Linked DNA regions of Sus scrofa: regions 1 and 2 are each linked to region 3. The links are chromatin contacts, called in public Hi-C and HiChIP or PLAC-seq maps. All regions are on one chromosome and are shown on one strand. Each heading gives the region's core, a stretch centred on a gene start, on an enhancer-like site or on the middle of the called end of the contact. The rest is flanking DNA. Distances are from core to core; before and after follow the strand shown.

The links. Hi-C and Micro-C count contacts between places; a contact is called where the count stands out from the background. HiChIP or PLAC-seq counts read pairs in DNA pulled down with a chosen protein or histone mark.
Region 1: a contact with region 3 is called in a Hi-C map of skeletal muscle, with 6 times the contacts expected there. The contact joins the promoter of STT3A here to the promoter of TMEM218 in region 3. A contact is called at or near these places in 1 of 5 promoter capture datasets (liver), 3 of 47 Hi-C or Micro-C datasets (heart right ventricle, liver and skeletal muscle) and 1 of 2 datasets of contacts at active chromatin or transcription factors (alveolar macrophages).
Region 2: an H3K27ac HiChIP or PLAC-seq map of alveolar macrophages shows a contact between it and region 3. The contact joins the promoter of EI24 here to the promoter of TMEM218 in region 3. A contact is called at or near these places in 1 of 47 Hi-C or Micro-C datasets (heart right ventricle) and 1 of 2 datasets of contacts at active chromatin or transcription factors (alveolar macrophages).

Annotation. Positions count from the first base shown.
Region 1 is chr9:52,725,462-52,728,161 of Sscrofa11.1, forward strand. It overlaps STT3A (STT3A, catalytic subunit of the oligosaccharyltransferase complex), which reads left to right and starts at 1,428. Exons shown (of 18, transcript NM_001243852.1): 1 at 1,428-1,477.
Region 2 is chr9:52,703,258-52,705,957 of Sscrofa11.1, forward strand. It overlaps EI24 (etoposide-induced protein 2.4 homolog), which reads left to right and starts at 1,303. Exons shown (of 12, transcript XR_002335716.1): 1 at 1,303-1,466.
Region 3 is chr9:52,301,255-52,304,046 of Sscrofa11.1, forward strand. TMEM218 (transmembrane protein 218) reads right to left here and starts at 1,512. Exons shown (of 4, transcript XM_003130031.4): 1 at 1,359-1,512. PKNOX2 (homeobox protein PKNOX2) reads left to right here and starts at 1,768. Exons shown (of 14, transcript XM_021063090.1): 1 at 1,768-2,528.

The sequences.
Region 1 (2,700 bases), core at 178-2,677, 420 kb after region 3:
AAAGAAACATGTTAAACAATTCAAAAAAAAATTAATCCGAAAGTTAATATCTTAATGTTCTTGAAGCCGTTTTTTTTTTTTAATTTAAAAGATCTAATTTTAATTCTTTTAAAAAGAAAAACTCCTTTTGAAGAAGCATTTACTTGAAGTTCTGCAATTCATTCAGTTTGTTTCCTTTTGTTAGTAAAATTACATTTAACACAAATACAAAAGGAAAAAGCAGATCTTCTGAATCATAACGTCCTGGGGTGAACCTGGTCATGTGAATTTTGAAACATACACGTGATTTTGAAGCAGTGATTTAATGTGCTTTCAATAAATTTGGTCGGCCGCATTCAGAGTAACTGTGAAGAGAAATGAGTGACACTGGCGCTAAATTTGAACAGTTGCCGGATGCTCCTATTTCATTTGGTGTAGCTCTTGCTCACAGAGGTGTGTAGGAAGTAGGAGTGCGTGTCTGAGAGGTGATGGAGCTGGCTGCTGGAACTTCGTCCCCTTCCCTGCCCTCAGTAGCTTTTCTTTGTGAGTGGACAGAGGGAGAACTGAGGCGAGTTAGCAGCTTCCACGAGCACGTAACTTACAAAGGGTGAGCTGACAAAGTACCGCAGGTCTGCAGGCTGATTCCAGGAAGCCTGTCGCATGCATGGGAGGACCGCCTCCGCGGGTTGGTGCACTCAGTCTGTGGCTTAGAATCTTCCAACCAAACTTCGACGATCCTTTTGGCCTTGGCGTGCTTACTCCCGAGGTCGGGCTTAAGAGAGGTAAATGCCTCGTAAAATTTGTCAGGGCTCTGGTCCATCACATTTTCCGGGAGCATCTTCAAAAACAGCTCTTGAGAGAACTGTAAGTCAAGAGATCCTGTACAAGATGTAACGGTCTGGCCCGGGAAGCATTTGAGTTTCTTTGAGAGTAGGTGGGAAGTGTTTCCTTCCTCTTCTTTAATCTTATATTAGGTAACAGTTTCTACCTTTAAAAAACAAAACTCTCAGAAAAGGAGGAGCGCGATCTTAGCACGGCTTTTTGGGATTTGTAGTTTTGGCTTATTCCTTGGCGTAGTTTCCGTTTCTGGTCACATGACTTGGGCTAAACCGTCCGCACCTTCCGCCCGCGACTCCTTTGCGGTCCTCGGACTGACACGTCACTGCTCAGCTCTCAACCAAACTGCTTTGAGCGGTTTCTTCTGCGCCCACGCTCGCACAAGCGGACCTATCACTGCTCGGCACTTGTACGAGGTCCCGCCTTCTCGATCCTAAGTGATTTCTGCATAGACCACTTAAGAAGTGGGAGTGCGGTTTTGTCCACGCCTCCGAGTTTGACAGACAGTTCTATGACCCTATCGCTCTCATCAATTGTCATATTGGCCCTGAGCCAGCCAATGGGAAGCGGACCGGGAGGCCAACTTGGTGCTACCAAGGTTGGGTGCGCGGTGAACGGATGGCAGAGCGAGCCGAACGGACTCCTGAGGAGCGCGGGACAGGTGAGAAGGCCCTAGAGTATTACTTAAGAATTAGCGGCAAGTGCAGTCTAAGGTGTTTGTGGGGCAGAACGAAGTGCATGGATGGGGCTCTAATGGCGGGGGGTATGGGCGCGGAGCAGAATCTAGGACCTTGCAGAGGAGGGGGCGTGGGGCGTGGTGTGGGGACATCCTGAAATGGAAGGATGTAAGGGTCTGGGATGGGGCGTGCGCTTAAGCTAAGGAAGGCGTGGGAAAGATCGCACCCGGAGACTAGTCCCTGGAAGGATGGCGCTTAGGATGCTGAGGTGGTGGGGTGTCCCTCGGTGGGTGGTGTCAGAGGTGTTGCGTTTTCTGAAGGTGGGAGACCGGGGGAGGAGGGACCTGAAGTAGAGGAGGGCGGGGGGGGGGAGTGTGAGAAAGTGTGTAGGCAAACGGGGTGGGCAAGTTGCAGTCTTCGGAACTAGAACTAGGGTGGGACGAGGGGGCCAGCGCTTTCAGGCGCAGGTGAGGTGGAGAACATATGCTAAGTGTTTTGAGAAAAGTCTTTGCCCTTAATCGCTTTAGCGGTATGCGAACAAGACCAGAGAGCACAGTATGGAAACTCCCTTAGGGTCCTGGCCTAAATTACCAGCTCCTTTTACTCAGTTTTCAGGTCGAGGTTCTTGTGCTCTCATTTACTCCCTTACTCTTTTAGGCCTATGGCTCAAATCTACTCAGTGGTGGTGAGTTTTGCTATTTCAAGCGTTGGAGAAGACAAGTACTATCCTGAGGGATGTGATTGGATTGTTGACTTCCTGAGTTAGGTATTTAATTTGGTTGCAAGATAAGGTTTTCCTTTGGGGTTATAATTAAAACTATGTTAAAACTGCTCCTCTGAGACAGTTAACTTTGGAAAAGATGCTTGGCTTTTCACTGTTGGAGCATGTTGCTTCTTCATGCCTTTCGCCTAGTCCAGTGTTTTTTTTTTTTCCCTCCTCTTCTCTAGTAATAGTGGGGCAAAAGATCAGAAGGGGTCCAGGTTCCTTTTTGTCCCCGCTGGCGTCTTGTACAGTGTTTCGTATCCTTTAATATTAGATTCTTTGTCACTTAGCCTTTGACCAGCTTGTGGTTTAAGAAGGCAGAGCCCTCTTCGACATAAAGAGCTAACCTCCTAATTATTGCTAATAGTAAACCTTATCCATCAAGAGATCACCATTCTGAATGATCTACAGACTGTTTCCCTCAATATTTAGTTTTAATCTAGC
Region 2 (2,700 bases), core at 53-2,552, 400 kb after region 3:
TGTCCTATAGGGATTTTATCTGTTAAAGGTGGGGAGGGGCACCAAAGTGGGCTCCAGAAAGATGTGGTTTTCTCCCATTGGCCTTGTTCGAATTACCTATATCAGTCTTTGTCCGATAGGGCTTTTGAGGTTGGAAAAGTCCAGAAAGTTCCATGGGCTTTTTTTTTGTCCTTTTCCTTCACCATTCGTCATTCCTTTTTTATCAGTTGAAGAGTGGGCTGAGACTCACATTTTCTATAGCAAAATCTGTGGGGAATGCGCATTTCTTATAATAAAACAAGGTGTGTGGAGATGTTAACTCCCTGGAGCCCTTAAGCCACAAATGTTAATCAGTGGCCATATCAAAGAATGCATCGAAGCCCATGCTCCTACACCGACTACCTGAGTTAATATTCTGCCTCAATATGGGGCCAAAAAGAAGTTTAGGAATGTCTCCTCTTTGTAATGACTTTAGTCATTGTGTAAATCAAGCAATAGACTTATAACAAAAGGAAAATTGAGTGGATATTCATAGATCTTTTCCCAGGGAGAAGAGAGTTAGGATGCCTGAGTATTTGTTCTGCCACTGACTTTGAGTAAATTAGTTCACATCTGAGCTTACATTATGTAAGACTATACTAAATAGCTGTAAAAACCGGATTCTTTAAGTGGCCCTAGGGGTAGCAAGTCTAAGCACAGCTAGAGGTGAAGGAAAATAGAAGTGGAAAGAAGAAATGGGGAGTGAGATACAGAAAGCTGGGAACAGGGGAGAAAAAGTTTATATGTGAGACTTGATGGTTCAGTATCAAGAAATTGCTGTCCCTGGGGTAGAGACGGCCTGGTGGGAATAGAGATGGAAAACAGTTTTATTTCTCTTTGCTTTACCCTTGTTAACTCAGTCAACACTTTGCTGTCAGAGTACATGCCTTATGTAGCCGAGGGCATGGCGGCTTGACCTATTCTTAATCACTGTATTCTTATTCATTCAGTGAGCTTGATTTAAACACCTGATGGCTTACTACCCTTTGGTTACTTTAATAAATCTCCAAGAAAAAAGACCAAGATGACTTCTGCATTATATTGTTCCGTGGTTAGACTTCAAAAGAGAAGAACAAGCAGCCCTGGGGAATATATGGGAGAGGGCAAAGCACAAGACATGCTATCAGAAAGGATGGCATCCCACCTCGGCGGGTGAACTGCCTCCCAGGAAGCGGCGCGGATCTGGCGGGCACGGTGAAAGGACTGCATTTCCCAGGCTCCGTCGCCCTCGAGGCCCCGCCCCCTTCGCCCAGGCTGCTGGACTCGGCTCCCTCCCGACTTCCCAGCGGCCCCGTGCGGCCCGGGCATGCCCAGTGCGGGCACAGCGGCCCCGGCCCTGGGAGCGCCCGGGCGGGAGCTGGCGGCTGGGCGCCGAGAGGCGCGGAGAAGCGGAGTGGGCCTGCGGAGGGCGAGGAACAGAGCCAGAGCCGTGGCGGCGAAGCTGCGGGGTAAGTGCAGCTCGGCGGAGCCAGGCCCTGGCGCCGCTCATTCTATGCGTAGTAGGGGTGGCAGGGGGTAGTGAGGGCGTGTGAGGGCAGCAGGGCCCGGGTATGGGGCCGAGAGGTGCGGACAGGGACTTCGGGAGAAGACCCTTGGAGGGAACCTTGCTGCGGCGTCTGGGTAGGGCCGGGGCGCGGGACACAGCCCGCAGCCATAGGCAAGCCTCTTCCCAGGTGCGGCGCGGCTATCTTTAGCTCCCGTATGATGGGAGATGAGCGTGCCCCGCGCCTCGTGCACGACTGTGGCTGCGGAGGGAGCCCAGCTTCCAGTTGGAATTGCCAAGTAGCTGCGGGGGAAGACCGGTCTGAAGGGACCATGGGGACCCCTGGGCTCTTAGCAGTCCCGGGAGCCTGGTGGGAAGTGAAGATGCTTACCTTTAGTGCACCTGCAGTAGGGATCTGACAGCCTCTTGCTTTCCGCGCTTGGGTTTAGCGACTTAGAAATGAAAGTACAGGGCTGTTCCTCAGTAGATGCTTAATAAGTTCTCATGACTGTTGTAGGAATTTAGCGGCCAGCCTCATGTACAGGCTTAAGAGACATTTTTGTCCAAGGGATGCTCGAGTTAAACAAAAATCCTCATTGCAGAGCTTGAGTAAAATGACCGGATTGAGGGGTTAGAACGCCGAGGGTTTGACGTTCGCTGTAGCCTTTGACGTGTTGTCATCTTGGGCAAGCCATTTAACTTCAGAGGCTCGGTTCCTCCCTCTGTAAAACGATGTGGACCAAGCGCATCTGGTTTCCTTCCACCGTAGTTGGATGGTTCCCTCCTTGTCTGGTCTCAAATTGTGGCAGGTTGCTTTTCTCCATGCCTCAGCTTTTTGTCAAACCGGATCATTGACCAAATATTTCTGTAGGAAGGCTGCTAGAATCTTCACATAAAATCGAAGTGACTTGTCCTTCAAAGGCCACAGTTGTCAGTAGGTAACCTTCCACTTGGTACTTTGCAGAAGCCAGGTGTTAATGGCCATGGTTCAGATAACACAGCTATTCTCCTTGGATTAGGACCATCGTTTCTCAAACTGTCAGTGCCCTGTGAGAAATCCAGACTAAGTAACTGGCTTCCTTAAACTCCCAAACTAGCTCATTCTGTAGTGGGATTATGTTTCTATAGAAGTTAAGTTTTTATTTTCACGTTATTGAGCTTTATACTCAAAACCCATGAAGAATTTTTAATACCTTTAA
Region 3 (2,792 bases), core at 262-2,761:
GTTAACGAATCCAACTAGTATCCAGGAGGATCAAGGGTTAGATCCCTGGCCTTGCTCAGTCAGTGGGTTAAGGATCTGGGGTTGCCATGAGCTGTGTGTGGTATAGGTCGCAGACTCGGCTCGGATACCAGTTGCTGTGGCTGTAGCGTAGGCCGGCAGCTACAGCTCTGATTGGATCCCTAGCCTGTGAACCTCTGTCTGCCCTGGGTGTGGCCCTAAAGACAAAAAAAAAAAAAAAACTAAAAAACAAACAAAAAAGATTAAGATTCAGCTATCTCACTCCTGGGTATTTATCCAAAGAACATGAAAACACTAATTTAAAAAGATATATGCAACCCTATGTTCATCACAGCATTACTGACAATATCCAAGATATGGAGACAACCCAAATGCCCATCAACAGATTATAGATAAAGAAGTTAGGTGTCTATATACAATGGAATACTGAGCCATTAAAAAGAGACAGAATCCTGCCATGCCAACACGGATGGATCTTGAAGGTATTATGTTGTCAAATTAAGTCAGATGGAGAAAGACAAATACCGTATGGTGTCTTCTGGTGGTGAATACACTGTAGGGCATATATAAGTAGAAATACAACACTGTACACATGAAACACAGTATTATAAACCAATGCTACCTCAATAAAAAACAAATCTAAAAAAAATTAAAAAGAAAACAGGGGGTTACAAGGGTGAACTTCTCTTCTGGAGGATTCCTTTTCGTTTTCCTTTATAGCTGTTTCCTACCTTCAAAAATACCTGGGGTGGGGGTGGGGAATACTCTCGCACCCTTTTTTTTTAACTTTAAACACTTCAATACGGTTTGAATTTTAAAATATTTGGATAATGCCTCTGCCTTTGCAGTTAAACAAAATGCAAGTCTGGGAAAAATCAATTGCCAGGCTACCAAAACGCCATTGATGTGGCATCATCTCTTAACACGCTGATCCCCCAGCCCTGTAGCTGATTCAAACGGGCGGCAAGAAAAAAGTGCCCCCGTCTCATCTTCAGAATGGTCGCCCAGCTACCTCCCAGCAGTTGGGACAGAGATTAAGACTTAGGTCACAAGGTATTTCGAATCAGGTACTGCCACTTCACTTTCTTAGGGGCATGAAAAATAAAACATCCCTTCCTTCTCAGCTTCCAATTCAGCATTAATTGGCCGCTGGGCCTTGAGTCCAGATCGGCAGTGAGGGTAGTGTGAGAGGTCTCTGCAACGCCATCTGCCCACACCTTCCTCCAGCCTCCTCAGCCCCAGACCCAAGCCCTGCCATTCCCTCTTCTTCGCGGCGGGCCCCACTTTCCTCATATCCACCCCCCTCACCTGGCTCCCAGTCTCCCGGGTCCTCTACTCACACCTCTCAGTCCGGCTAGTTCCAGCCCACAAAGGCTTTGATCTACTTGTGACGAATCACAAGTGGACTTTCATCCAGGTGATTCCAGATTCGCTAATCAACGCCGCTCTTTCAACGCCCAACTTCCCCCTCATTTGCTTACGCCCCTCGCGGCTCCAGGCAACGCGGAACGTGGTGGGTGGGCACGTCTCCCTCCGTTACGCCTTCCGATTGGTCGGTGCCTTTTGGTCCTGTGACCGGTCTCAAGTTCGATTGGATAGAGGCAGTCTTGGCTCCCTACTCTCGTCCCATCCCGTTGTCAATCACGCCATTCTTGTGGTAACCCACGGGACCATTGGTCAGTCTAGCCTGAGGGCGGGTTGTTGGGCGGAAGAGAGCCGTTTTCCCGGCATTCCTCGCTGTTACCATGGAGACAGCACCGCCGGGCTGTGAGACGGAGAGTCCTGGCAACCCTTTCTCCCGTTCTAGACCTCAGTGCCTGTTCCGGAATCTAATGGGCATTTCATTTCCCGATCTCCTGGCTGTGGTGGACCGCAGTATTTGCGGGCAAGTCAAATTCGGCCTCAGAAAGGGGGTCAGGCTCAGTCATCAGTCACTAACAACCCTGCTGGAGAGAACCAAGTCTGAAGCCCTAGTTGTAATAACATCACGTTTTCATTTAGTCTTACCTGGCCTATTGTATTTGGCATTATTCTTCCTTTAGCGTTACGACATACACTGGGGCAAGGGTCGTTCTACTCAAGAGACAGATCGGGGAAGGGGAGCCAGAGTCAAATCAAGTAAATCTTCTGTAACTACACCGCCAGGCATCCGGAACTGGTGCTGGTCCATGCTTTTAGCAAACTGCTCTTGCCTAACTGCAAACTAAAACTTGCCATGTTGTTCTGAGGCTCTAGCCTATTAAACCAAAAGATCAGTAAATCAAGCCATCTAAAGGAAAAAGACATGGGATGCATGCTTCATTGCTGAATCAGGAAGAGTGAACAGACTAAAATCAAATGATGCCAATCTGAGAGCTGCAGTTTTGCAACCTCTGACTTTACACAAAATTTTGAAACATCATAAAACAAACTATTCAATCCTGGAACACTGAATCGTTCATTTAGGGAGTTCAGCTCCTGAATCACAGCTCTATGAATGAAATGGAAGAAGATGGTTGAAGTCCACTAAAGTATGTCTCAAATTTAATCTACTTTCAAGGTTTAATTTGCAGTCATGTATAGTAACCAACGATTTCTTATATGTTTAACAGCTTAGCCTTACTTGGCCCAATGAGGGGTTCTGTGGTTAAGAAAGCCATTGTTTTGATTAATTCATTTCATTGGAGTTGAGTGTTAACTGTAGCTAAGCGCTGGTAGGGACTTTGAGGATACGAAAGAAATACGATGTGATTCCTGGCTTAATAGCCTGTGGTTTGCAAACGTCAACAGCATAT